Regions from separate parts of the Zea mays genome. Here regions 2 and 3 are each linked to region 1. A link is a contact called in public Hi-C data. All regions are on one chromosome and are shown on one strand. Each heading gives the region's core, a stretch centred on a gene start, on an enhancer-like site or on the middle of the called end of the contact. The rest is flanking DNA. Distances are from core to core; before and after follow the strand shown. Region 1 holds the start of LOC103625888 (40S ribosomal protein S27). Region 2 holds the start of LOC103625889 (ATP-sulfurylase 3, chloroplastic-like). Region 3 holds the start of LOC103625886 (heat shock 70 kDa protein BIP2).

Evidence for each region. Hi-C and Micro-C count contacts between places; a contact is called where the count stands out from the background.
Region 2: a contact with region 1 is called in a Hi-C map of bundle sheath, with 1.8 times the contacts expected there. The contact joins the promoter of LOC103625889 here to the promoter of LOC103625888 in region 1. A contact is called at or near these places in 2 of 25 Hi-C or Micro-C datasets (bundle sheath and leaf).
Region 3: a contact with region 1 is called in a Hi-C map of ear, with 1.6 times the contacts expected there. The contact joins the promoter of LOC103625886 here to the promoter of LOC103625888 in region 1. A contact is called at or near these places in 5 of 25 Hi-C or Micro-C datasets (bundle sheath, ear, endosperm and 2 more).

The regions. Positions count from the first base shown.
Region 1 is chr5:7,991,413-7,995,414 of Zm-B73-REFERENCE-NAM-5.0, forward strand. LOC103625888 (40S ribosomal protein S27) reads right to left here and starts at 1,588. Exons shown (of 4, transcript NM_001156130.2): 1 at 1,510-1,588; 2 at 1,312-1,413; 3 at 901-929. The coding sequence starts at 1,512. LOC100273070 reads left to right here and starts at 1,908. Exons shown (of 10, transcript NM_001365730.1): 1 at 1,908-2,105; 2 at 2,501-2,665; 3 at 2,832-3,012; 4 at 3,191-3,247; 5 at 3,339-3,409; 6 at 3,566-3,641; 7 at 3,721-3,780; 8 at 3,915-4,002. The coding sequence starts at 1,972.
Region 2 is chr5:8,173,590-8,177,386 of Zm-B73-REFERENCE-NAM-5.0, forward strand. It overlaps LOC103625889 (ATP-sulfurylase 3, chloroplastic-like), which reads left to right and starts at 2,134. Exons shown (of 5, transcript NM_001301566.1): 1 at 2,134-2,839. The coding sequence starts at 2,265.
Region 3 is chr5:7,794,471-7,798,269 of Zm-B73-REFERENCE-NAM-5.0, forward strand. It overlaps LOC103625886 (heat shock 70 kDa protein BIP2), which reads right to left and starts at 2,453. Exons shown (of 2, transcript XM_008646286.3): 1 at 811-2,453; 2 at 22-694. The coding sequence starts at 2,083. The coding sequence ends at 207. It overlaps LOC103625885 (myosin-12), which reads right to left. Exons shown (of 40, transcript XM_020537869.2): 35 at 3,617-3,716; 36 at 3,344-3,400; 37 at 3,207-3,263; 38 at 3,042-3,122; 39 at 2,826-2,908; 40 at 2,341-2,734. The coding sequence ends at 2,608.

The sequences.
Region 1 (4,002 bases), core at 338-2,837:
ACTGTAATCACCTTCAACAAAGGATAATGTTTAAATATCACAGATAATTGCAAGAAAGCTTAGCAGTCCAAACATTTGCTAGGTGCGTGATCACTCAACCTCTTTGGAACATCAGCTGAATTTGACCAAAATACTGTTTGCACACCCACTACAAAGATCAAACAAGCTAGCCATCACAACACACGGAAGACCTACTCATGAACAAATCAACTGATATCACTATCAATTGCAAATAAATTGCACCAAGATCAGTTTCAGTATCAATTAAATTTTTTTCTGCACATGAATGCTGTGATTAGGGATGCAAGTGGGGCAAGGTGTGTCATCTCTCAACCTCCTTGAAACAACAGCTGAGTGAAACAACTTTGACCAAGATACAGTTTCTACATCATTCCAAAGAGCAAGCAAATCAAATAAGCTAGCCATCACTATCAATTGCAATTATTGTACCAAATTCAAATGAGTGACCTACATACTTATATCAGCAAAACTAGAAACTAACTAAAATATGCAATTTGCACCAAGATCAGAATCAGTACCAATCAACATTATTTTCTTCACATGCATACTGTGATGAGAGCAGACTAGCCCACAAACCAACATCCAGGCTTAGTTTAGACTTAGTTTTGCAGGTTGCTTTCAGTCTAGCCTGCTACCATCCCAGACTGATTATAATCCAAAAGTGTTGCTTCACCCTTGTTACCAACTATTACCCCCACCCCAAAAAGAATGCAATTGTACAGGTTTCTTAAGTAATTTTAACATATCAACTAGCTAGTACCTACTACTAAACTGGGCATGCTAAACATTCAATGTAAAAATCAAATGACACAGCGTCGATATCAATTGCAATTGAAGTAACCAAATACTAAAACAACAGCAAGAGCCAAGAACCCTTACATGCTGAAACAGCCCTGGCACTTGACATCCTGGACACAAAGGGAGAAGAAAAACGAAAAAAGTAGATGATTAGAGTCAGTCTCCAAACAGGCATAAGAGCAGATATTAATATTAATACAAGTTAATAAACACAATATCAAAATTCATTTATGTTTTCAGATTTTAGCTCTACTTGAACACAACTTGGTTGATGAATTATACATACCCTGCAGAATCTAGCTCAACGTGCTTTGTTGCAACTATTTTTTATGTAGTTTTTGATACTGAATCCAGTTTCTAATACTCTCTTCCAAACCAAATCAACATTTTTCAAAAAAACTAAATTCAAATGGTACATTCGTTGGGTCTCTTTTCGGCACGATTTGCAACACCTCGCCACGCAGAATTAGAAAAGGGCATGAAGAGGAATACCATGAAGAAGGAGTTGGGGGACTGGACTAGCCGCTTCTTCTTGTGCTTTAGCTTCTCAAGCTCTGCCGGTGGATTGAGTAAGTCAATGTCGTTTTGCAGCACCTGCCCAGATTTCCAAGAAAGAATGCGTAATATCATTAGATCGAAGAGCAACCAACAAAACCGAAGTGAATCAGCGTATCGGATTAGTGAGCGCACCATCTTGGAGACGCTAGCGCCTTGGGCGTTCCTGGTCTGCTACGGACGAAGGGAGACAGAAGGGGCAAAGGCGAGCAAGTGGCGGCGGCGGCGGGGAGTGGGACTAGAGCGGCGGGTGGATACTTTATATATAAGCGCGGCCAGGTGGGGTGGCGAATCTGAGCCGTTCATCGACGTGCTGCGTTCATCTCGGCTTTCCGTGGGTCGTGGGATTGGGCAGTCCCACGAAGGTAGTATTGGTGGAGGCCCAACACCAACTGACCAACAGAAATGCCTTCGCCCTTTGGGGTTTGGGCTTTCCAAGCTTTCAACCTTCCGGACTCTCCTACATGACACTGGTATCTGGGCCCCATGTGCTAACTGCCTGTAAACCCTAATCCCGAATCCCTCCCGGCCTCCTCCGTCTCGCGCTCGATTCGAATCCGAGCTCCCTATCCTGCTGCTCCTGCTGTTCCCGCTGCAATGGAGGACAACGCGGTCGAAGAGCCCGAGTTGAGCGGTGCGGCGGAGTTCGCGCCGGCGCTCGTCGCCGCCCACCCACACGGCAACTCCGTCGCCGTCGCCATCGGGCCCGAGCTCCGCGTGTTTGATCTCAGGTTTGGAAACTGGAATACCCTGTTCGCTTCTATCGCCGCTTCATAATTAAACATGGACCTGTTATGCAGAAAGTGCTCGTGTTTTTTACACGATTTATAGATATTGGTGGAGGGGTAGTGCGTTTTTTAACTGAATCATATATCTGCTTAGCGGTTGCTGTATTCTCTTATAACAGTTTCGTGTGGAGAGGAACGGAAAATTTTCTTTAAGAAAACGATGAAATTCCTCTTTTGGGTCAGGCTGTGTAAATTGTTAGTAACGAAATCGGGTCCTGGGTGCTTAGTTTTATATTGCTGAATACTGAATTCACATGTTCCAGTGAGAAGTGGTGCACTTTTTTCTCGGCATTTCACTTGGTGGAATGTGCAAGTAAATATTTACTCTTTTCCTCCAGGGCTGGTCATCCAGTTTCATTGTCAGATGATTGTGGTGGCCATTCTCATTCAGACGCAATAAGAGCTATCTGCTTCAGTGTGAGTGGAGCTTTGTTTGCTTCAGCTGGTGATGACAAACTTGTGAAGGTTTGGAAGACTGATTCGTGGCGTTGCATCCAGACTATGTAAGCCACAGTATATTCTTGGACTCTGTTCCATTGCAATAATTATATTTCACAGTTGATGTTATTTAAGCGAAAAGACATATTCATTACATAGTTCTGTCCGTGAATTTCACACTTTTGAGAATGTAATTTGAATAAGGATTTGTTGCAATGTTTTTTATTGCAGAACTTCGGAGAAGAGGGTCAGTGCAGTTGTTATTAGCAACGATGACCTGTATGTATCTTTTGCAGATAAATTTGGTGTTGTTTGGTTAGTCACTTTGCGGGAAGATAGTGCAGAGCAGGTTTCAGTTGATAACAAACCTGTGTCAATTCTTGGTCACTATTGCAGTATCATCACTAGCATGGTATGAACAAGTTCTAAATTCTGTATTACCAGTGGTATGGATTTGTAAGTCCTACATTTATTTAGTAGTGAATGTGTAATCTTTTGGCAAACCCACAAAGTCTACTACACTTCAGTTTTATTTGTTTCTCCTTTCATGTCATGTATAACCATGCTTTATCGTTTGCTTGGGATTGCAGAAGTTTTCGCCAGATGGACGGTTCATTGCTACTGCTGATAGGGACTTCAAAATACGAGTGTGTCTTCTGTTCTTTGCACTGATTGACGGCTATCAGTGGATCTTAAATTTGGACTTATTCTCTTATTGTGTTGCAATTAATTTTGCAGGTCACATTATTCCCAAAGAATCCTCTAAAAGGGGCCCATGAAATACAGAGCTTTTGCCTTGGGCATACAGAGTATGTTTGGTGTACAATGCTATTGTTGACAGTTTTTTAATTCTGTTTTTAGGTTCTTTTAATGTATATAACAATTTGGGTTTACTGGTTGGGATCTGTCATAGGAGTTTCAGAGCTTAGTCTATGGTTGACAATTGGTTGTGACTCTTCTTGCAGCTTTGTATCATGCATCACCTTCACTAGCATATCTGAAAACCAGAGTTTTCTTATATCAGGAGGAGGTGATTCAACTGTGGGTACATAGTCTTTTAAGTGTATTGACATGTTTTTTTTCTCTGCAATCTTCTCCTAACATTGTTTCATCTGTTAAGGTTCGCCTGTGGGACTATGTAAATGGATGTCTCCTTGATACATTTCAAGCCAAAGATAAGGTAGCATTTTGGAGAGTTGGAGACATCTCTTTGCATCTTTTGTTAAAAAATACTAATAAACATTTTTTTTGTTCTCAATTTTAAATTTTCCAAATTATTATGGTATATACTACAATTGTTAGAGCTACTTGCAGATGGCAGAACTCTTAGGACCAAATGAAACAGATGATAGCAGCCTAGCCATTACAGATATATGTCCGAGTAATGATGGCTCATTGGTTG
Region 2 (3,797 bases), core at 884-3,383, 180 kb after region 1:
AAGTTTAAATAGAAAATAAGATAAAAAGTGAGATAGGAAGGTTGCTCGAGATAGTTAGGTTAGCTCTATTCCAAGAAGGAATGCTAAAGACTCTTCTTTAAATATGGAGGGAGAGAGTCTACTCTTCTCAATATAATGTTCTTGTTAAAATGGTTCTCTCATGTTTTTAACTCATAATTTTTCTAAAGAAAAAACAACTGATGAGAACTTTTCCAAAATGCTAGAATTTTTACAAAAATGTGAGAGTTTTTTTACAGAGAGATAATCCTTTTCACATTATGGAGATTACTTCACCAAAGGGAAAGAACTTTCTCTAATGAATAAAATCTTTTTAGGGATCACAAGTTTTTTTACCATTTCTAAGTGCTTTAATGTATTTCTTTTGGTGTTTGATTCTAAAGCGAGAGAAATTCGAGGATCAAAAGAAAGTCCAAAGCTCATCAAATAACAAACTCTTTTAAAATTTTCAAAAGTCGCAAGTGGTTTGTTACGGGTTTCGGTTCAAGATAAGAAGAATGTGGTCTAATAATGGGACAAGCTTAAGTCCATAATACCACAGTATATGGGTATTTCACATAGGCAATATATTTCTTTAGTATATATACTTTTATTTGATATCCTTTTGTAACGTATGAATCTTGTCTGTGCATATGCACCCTACCAAGTAGATTGCATTTTACCTTATGTATTATGATTTTTTGCTTGCTTTGTCATAAAAAACGAGGATAGATTATAAGAAGAATAGACCACGACACATTTGATTAAGTTTTTTAGTGTTTGATGAATAATATAATCATTTGCAATAATGTGTGTGCTAGCTTTTATAATTATAGATAAAAAGGATGCAGTGTGGACTTGATAAGAGACAATGAGGTTATCAAGGAGATCAACATCTTAAAGCAAGACATTTAAAGACTCACTAAAGATCTATTAATATAATGCAAGAGTCCAAGACGTAAGATAGAAGAAGTTCAAGCGAAGAAATAAGAAGTCACGGATAAAATATGTTGCAGAGTGTATCGGGCGTGTCAAGTAATACACCTTATGTTGCACCGGACATGTGCAGTGCCTGTGCTCAAGACTGTGCTAAAGAGTGAGTTCATTGTACGCGTACGTGTGCACTAAATGCCACACCAGACAAAACACCTAGTAAGCCATGCAAAGCGTGTGTGGGGTCTACAACGCACCGAATGTATTCGATGGAGACAGCGTACATAGAGAGGGATGCGAATGCAACCAAGTTGGGTAACACTCACCGGATATGTCCGGTGTAGCACCAGATACCCAGGCTTGAATGGTAGACAACGGCTAGTGGGCATGGAACTTGCTTGGACAGTTTAGTGCATCACGGAAATGTATGTTTGATTCCAACTGCTCTTTTGGAGTGGAGAGGCTATAAATACTACCGCAATCGTTCATTCATTGGAAGTTGAGGAACATTGCTAATATATTGAAACTCCAATCATTTAGCTCTAGATACTAAATGCTAAAAGAATCGCTCAATGATTAGCGTATGTACTTTGCAAATTGATTATGTTAATTGGATTGCTACCATAGCACTTGCTGTAGGTTAACTCCTAGTTTTTAGAACTGAGGTTAGACACCCTCCATTTCCTGATGTTTGCGGCTTTGCGCAAGGCATGTCAAATTCAAAAAGAAATAATGAAATTGATTTGGGATAAAAAAAACAAAACTGTCGTCCAACTCCTTGTAGCCTTCGCATAGGGAATACTTCACCCACATCTTTTCTTGATCTCTTTCGATCATGGCCGATGGCTGATGGCTGATGACCACCGTACCACAAACCTGACCTGCGTAGAGAAACCCTTAGCACAAAGACACGTAGGTTCAGACGTTGAAAAGGTGTCATCACACTAACAGCAGTCCAAATCCAACCTGCTCAGCATCCTAAACAAAACACCAAAAGCCAAGCAGGCATGATGCATCCTCATCAACCCCCATTAACCCTGGCTGACCCACGTTGCCCTTCCCCGCCCCGCCCGGCAGACTGTGTTCACCGCGGCCATGTCCCTCCCGCCCCGCAATCCCATCCAGGTTCACGCGCACCCGCCTCCCCTCTTGCCTTTTCCTAATCAAATCACCCACGCAGCCACTGCGAAGGTCCGGTGGTGGCCGCCTTTCACAAAACCAAACAAAACGCACCCGCAATATAAAGAGGAGACCAAGGCGTGAAGTGGAGGAGGCAGAGGTGGACGAGGCGCGCCACCGCCCGAGCCGAATCGAGCTGCAGAAACCACCTTGGCATGGCGACACAGGCCGCTTTCCTCGCAGGGTTCTCGCAGCTCGCCGCGCAGCCGGGCCGCGACCGCGCCGTGGCGGTGGCGGTGGCGCCGGCGCCGGGCCCGGCCCGGGTGGCCGTTGCGGCGGTGGGTAGCGCCAAGTTGGGCGTGAAGGCGGGGACGTCCAGGACCGCGGCGGTGGCGCGCCTCGGGGTGCGGTGCCGGGCCAGCCTGATCGAGCCCGACGGCGGGCGGCTGGTGGACCTGGTGGCGCCCGAGGAGGGCGGGCGGCGCGCGGCGCTGCGGCGGGAGGCGGCGGAGCTGCCGCACCGGCTGCGCTTGGGCCGCGTCGACAAGGAATGGGTCCACGTCCTCAGCGAAGGGTGGGCGAGCCCGCTGCAAGGGTTCATGCGCGAGCATGAGTTCCTCCAAGCACTTCATTTCAATGCCATCCGCGGCCAGGATGGCAGGATGGTCAACATGTCCGTCCCCATCGTGCTCTCTGTCGGGGACGCACAGCGAAGGGCCATCCAGGCCGACGGCGCCACGCGCGTCGCGCTCGTTGACGAGCGCGACCGCCCCATCGCCGTCCTCAGCGAGTAAGACAACCGATTCCCCCTTGCTGCTTGTTTTGTGGGCTTGTCCTGTCGCTGGTCCTATGCCTGTATGTGCGTTGGTAACTGAAGATGATAGAATAGAACATATGAGGATCTCATGGTTGCGCAAAAGAAATAATTGCTGGTAGTTGCCAGCAGGGTTTGGAATTGTGAGCCTGTGCTTCTGGTTAATTAGGTTCATGAATAACCTCTTTAGCTACAAACATACATGAATTCAAAACGCACATGTCTTCCCTCTTTCATAAGGCGCAGAGCTTGGCCCTCTCAACAATGTGTAGGTGCCTTCCATAATTTTACTATGTTAGTACTGATTCTGTTACCGGTCATTTACTGAATGATAAGTACATAACTTGGTATTGCAGAGCTAACTGTTGTTAGGTGAAATTTCTATCAAGTAGAATCATCTTGACAACAAACATGTTTTTTATAGGAGGTGGTTTCCTCTTTTGTCAGTTGTACTATTACAGCTAGAAATAGCTTCCTACTATATCAAGATATCTGTCTGTATGTGTTGGTCGTTATCAGCCAAGTCGCAGTTGGTCTAGGCCAATAGACATACCCTCGGACCTCGGATCTCGGACTCACTGTATTATTCTAAATCTTAGATCACTTTCTCTAGTAGATAACTGTGTTTCACATTTTCTCCGCGTCCTAGTATTATAGATATATTCATTCATTTAAAAGTGTAGCTTGATAATAACCTTACATGTCAGTATGTCACGCTAATAATAATACTGTGTTTCACATTTCGCCGCGTCCCAGTATTATAGGTATATTCATTTAAAAGTGCCATGTGATAAGATCCTCACATGTCATGCTAATAATTTTATTTCATCCCCTTGTTTTTCACAAACTCCTAAGAGTGTCAAATCATCAGAGAGAAGAGGGAAATAGAATGTCAGTTTTACAGGTGTAGTTATCAAACGTTAGTGGCGTGGTA
Region 3 (3,799 bases), core at 1,203-3,702, 200 kb before region 1:
TGCGCTGGGCGCTGCTGGAGAAACTGAAGAAGACATCGTTGATCAAGTGCGCGGGAAAGGTATTCGTAAGCGTAACGTACATGTAATGCAGTATGGGCTACTTTGTGTTTGGTAAAAGGGAAGACAGACGCTGTGCTCGGCATCAAGAAATCAGAAAACTGCTATGGCCTACTTCCTCCTGTTTCTTCTTCCCTGAATCCTTGTTCTTAGAATAGGCGTAGCCAACAGTTCCGCTCGTCGACGAGCTCCCGGACGCGGCGGTTATCCTCCGCGAACCCCTCGGCCTCGCGCACCATCCGGTCGATCTCCTCCTGGCTGTTGCTGAGCCGCCCCATGTCGTTGGTGATGGCGATCGACCTGGACCGCCCGCCCGCCTTGTCCGCCGCCGTCACGTGGAGGATGTGGTTCTCGTCCAACTCGAAGGTCACCTCAATCTGCGGCACGCCGCGGGGTGCGGGCGGGATGCCCGTCAGGTTGAACCGCCCCAGCTCGCGGCAGTCCTTGGTCAGGCTGCGCTCGCTCTCGAACACCTTGATCGAGACAGTCGTCTGGTGGTCCTCGGAGGTCGTGAACACCTGCGACTTCTTCACTGGGATCAACGTGTTCCGCGGGATCAGCTTCGTCATCACGCCGCCAGCCGTCTCGACCCCCAGCGTCATCCGTGTCCGTCCCATGTCGAAGTCGAACAGGGTGTCTGGCCACCAAACATGGACTAGGAGAATTACTTGTCAGCGTCGAGGTGGAACCGCAAATTGCACACAGGCAAGTGAAAGAAAAAAAAAACAGCATCACTGACCGGCGGCATTATACCTTCGGTCTCGGCGCCTCTCTCGTCGCTGAAGATGCTGCCCTGGACGGCGGCTCCGTAGGCCACGGCCTCGTCGGGGTTGATGCCCTTGCTAGGCTCCTTGCCGTCGAACATCTCCCTAAGGAGCTCCTGCACCTTGGGGATCCTGGTGCTGCCGCCGACGAGCAGAATCTCGTCGATGTCAGACTTATTGAGCTTGGCGTCGCCGATGGCCTTGTTGACGGGGCCCAGCGTCTTCCTGAACAGGTCCACGTTGAGCTCCTCGAACTTGGCCCTGGTCAGCTGCTCCGCGAAGTCGACGCCGTCGAATAGGGACTCGACCTCGACGCGCACCTGGTGCTGGCTTCTGAGCGCGTCCTGGGCACGCTCGCACTCGCGCCGCAGCTTGCCCAGCGCGCGGCCGTCCTTGCTGATGTCCCTGCCGTGCTTCCGCCTGATGAGGCGGATGAAATGGTCCATGACGCGCTGGTCGAAGTCCTCGCCGCCGAGGTGCGTGTCGCCGCTGGTGGCCAGCACCTCGAAGACGCCGCCGTCGATGCTGAGCACGGTGACGTCGAAGGTGCTGCCGCCGAGGTCGTACACGAGCACGTTCACCTCCGCGCCCTCCCTGTCCAGCCCGTACGCGATCGCCGCGGCCATGGGCTCGTTGATGATCCGCAGCACGTTGAGCCCCGCGATGGTGCCGGCTTCCTTGGTTGCCAGCCGCTGCGCGTCGTTGAAGTGGGCCGGCACGGTGAAGACGGCGTCGGCGACGCGCTGGCCGAGGTAGGACTCGGCCGTCTCCCGCATCTTGGACAGGATCATGGCGCTGATCTCCTCGGGGCTGAACGCCCTCCGCTCGCCGCCCTTCATCGGCACCTCCACGTACGGCTTGCCGCCCTTGTTCACCACCTTGTACGGTAGGTACCTGACGTCCCGCTGCACCTCCTCGTCGTCGAACCTCCGGCCGATGAGGCGCTTGATATCGAAGATGGTGCGCTGCGGGTTGAGCGGCGCCTGGTTCTTGGCGGCCTCGCCGACGAGGCGCTCGTCGTCGGTGAACGCCACCCAGGACGGCGTGATCCGGTTGCCCTGGTCGTTGGCGACGATGTCCACGTGCCCGTTCCGGTACACCCCGACGCACGAGTACGTGGTGCCCAGGTTGATGCCGATCACCGGACTCGACGCCGCCTTCCTCCTCTTCCACGCCTCCGCGCCATCAGCCGCCCCGCACAGGTACCCCGAGCAAAGAAGAGAGACCAGAACGAGAGCCAGAATACTGGGCTTCGGCGGCATCGCTGGATGACCTTTGTCTCGATCGGATGGATGTTCAGTTCGTCTTGTCACTTGCGAGCTGTGCCTTTGCTGTTGCTGATCGATCCTCCGACGGCAGGCCCAGGAGTTATATAGGTTCTGTCCGTGCCCGGCGATGAGCGTACGTGTTAGTCGCCAGAGTGTTCTGACCCGTGCCGGACCTCCACCTCACAGGGCACCGTAGAAGACGGTCCACGTGAGGTGCCCAATCGTGTGTCGCCACGTAGCACAGGCCGCAGTGTGATCAGATGCTTCTATAATTTATATACATATTCAAATAATTACAAATCTCTCTGTTCCAAACAATCAAACCAATCAAATGAATGATATCACGATATACCCTATATTTCCCTTTCTTTGTAGCCATTTCCCACCCAAAACCATAAAAAAAAGGAAGGGAAAAAAAATCACAACTCAATCTGTGCACTCCTAAAAAAAAATCTTCAGTTCCCTGTAACTCCACAAGTAACTGTACCATTCATTCTGCTCTTTATCTGTAGAAGATATCAGTCCGTGTGCTGCTGCAGAAGAAAGTGAAACTGAGAATTCTGCCTCAGTAGCGGGGGCGGTTCCACATCGGACGGATCGATGTGAAGCATCAGCCGAGCTATGTCATCCAACGATATCGGTATGCTGCATTTTCATTCGTTTGGGCGTTAGATGAGTCACTGTTGCAGTTGCAGCTATGTCATCTGCTGCATCAGTACTGAACTAGTGATTATACCTTGAGTCGTCGTCCAGCAAGAACGAACTGTTTGGAGTAGTTACTGAGTCGTCCGTTGTCATCGTTCTCATCCTTCCAATGACCTGAAACAAAGTTGGCTCTTGCTAAGATTTTCTCTTCAGCAACGCATAGAGACGCATTCAGGATGCCGAATGCACTTGGGATTGCGTATTTGTCTAACCATGTGAAGTTAGCAGGCAGAAGTCATGCGCTTACCTCTTGAGATACGCCTTGTGCACCGTACTTGTCGTCCCAGAACATCGTTGCTATGCGGTATATTTGAGTTATGCTCAAAACCTGTGAAAACACACAGCATTTCATACATACTTGCTAGCTTGAAGAAAACCTAAGCACTTATAAGATGCTTTCGTTGCAGCTTACAGGGCAAATCTCATTCGTAATTTCCTCCAGGATTTTGTGTGATTTCTGATGCAAAACCTGTGATTTGGATTCATCTAATAAGTAGACAGATCAAACTAGTATATCAGTTAAAATAACTGCATGTTTTTCATGCATACCAGGAACCCGACTGCCTGCCTAATGTGTTGCAGTTCATCCCAGGACGTCCCTACATACTGCATTATGGAGAATGTTTCACCTTAATTAGCACTCTCTTACTGATTATAGTTTTTGTCTTGTTAAAAAATTACTAAGGCTTCGGTTTGATTGAGGGGATTGGTGGGGATTAAATCCCTTTCTATTCAAAATTGAATAGCGATAGAGAATTAATCCCCTTCAATCCTGCCACCCGTAATCGAACATGTACTAAGAGAGAGAAAAGAGTTATTCACCTCTTCAGTTGTCCTAGAGCACCACTGCTCCAGGTCTTGTAAACCAGCCTTTAAGAACTCCCCATTGCTAAAAGAGCAGCATTCCCGACGAAGCAGTAAGCTAAACAAAAAAAAAAGGTAGAAATTTGATACAGTACGGAATCAACCATGTAAAGCATGTACCAAGGATATTTTTGGTATCCC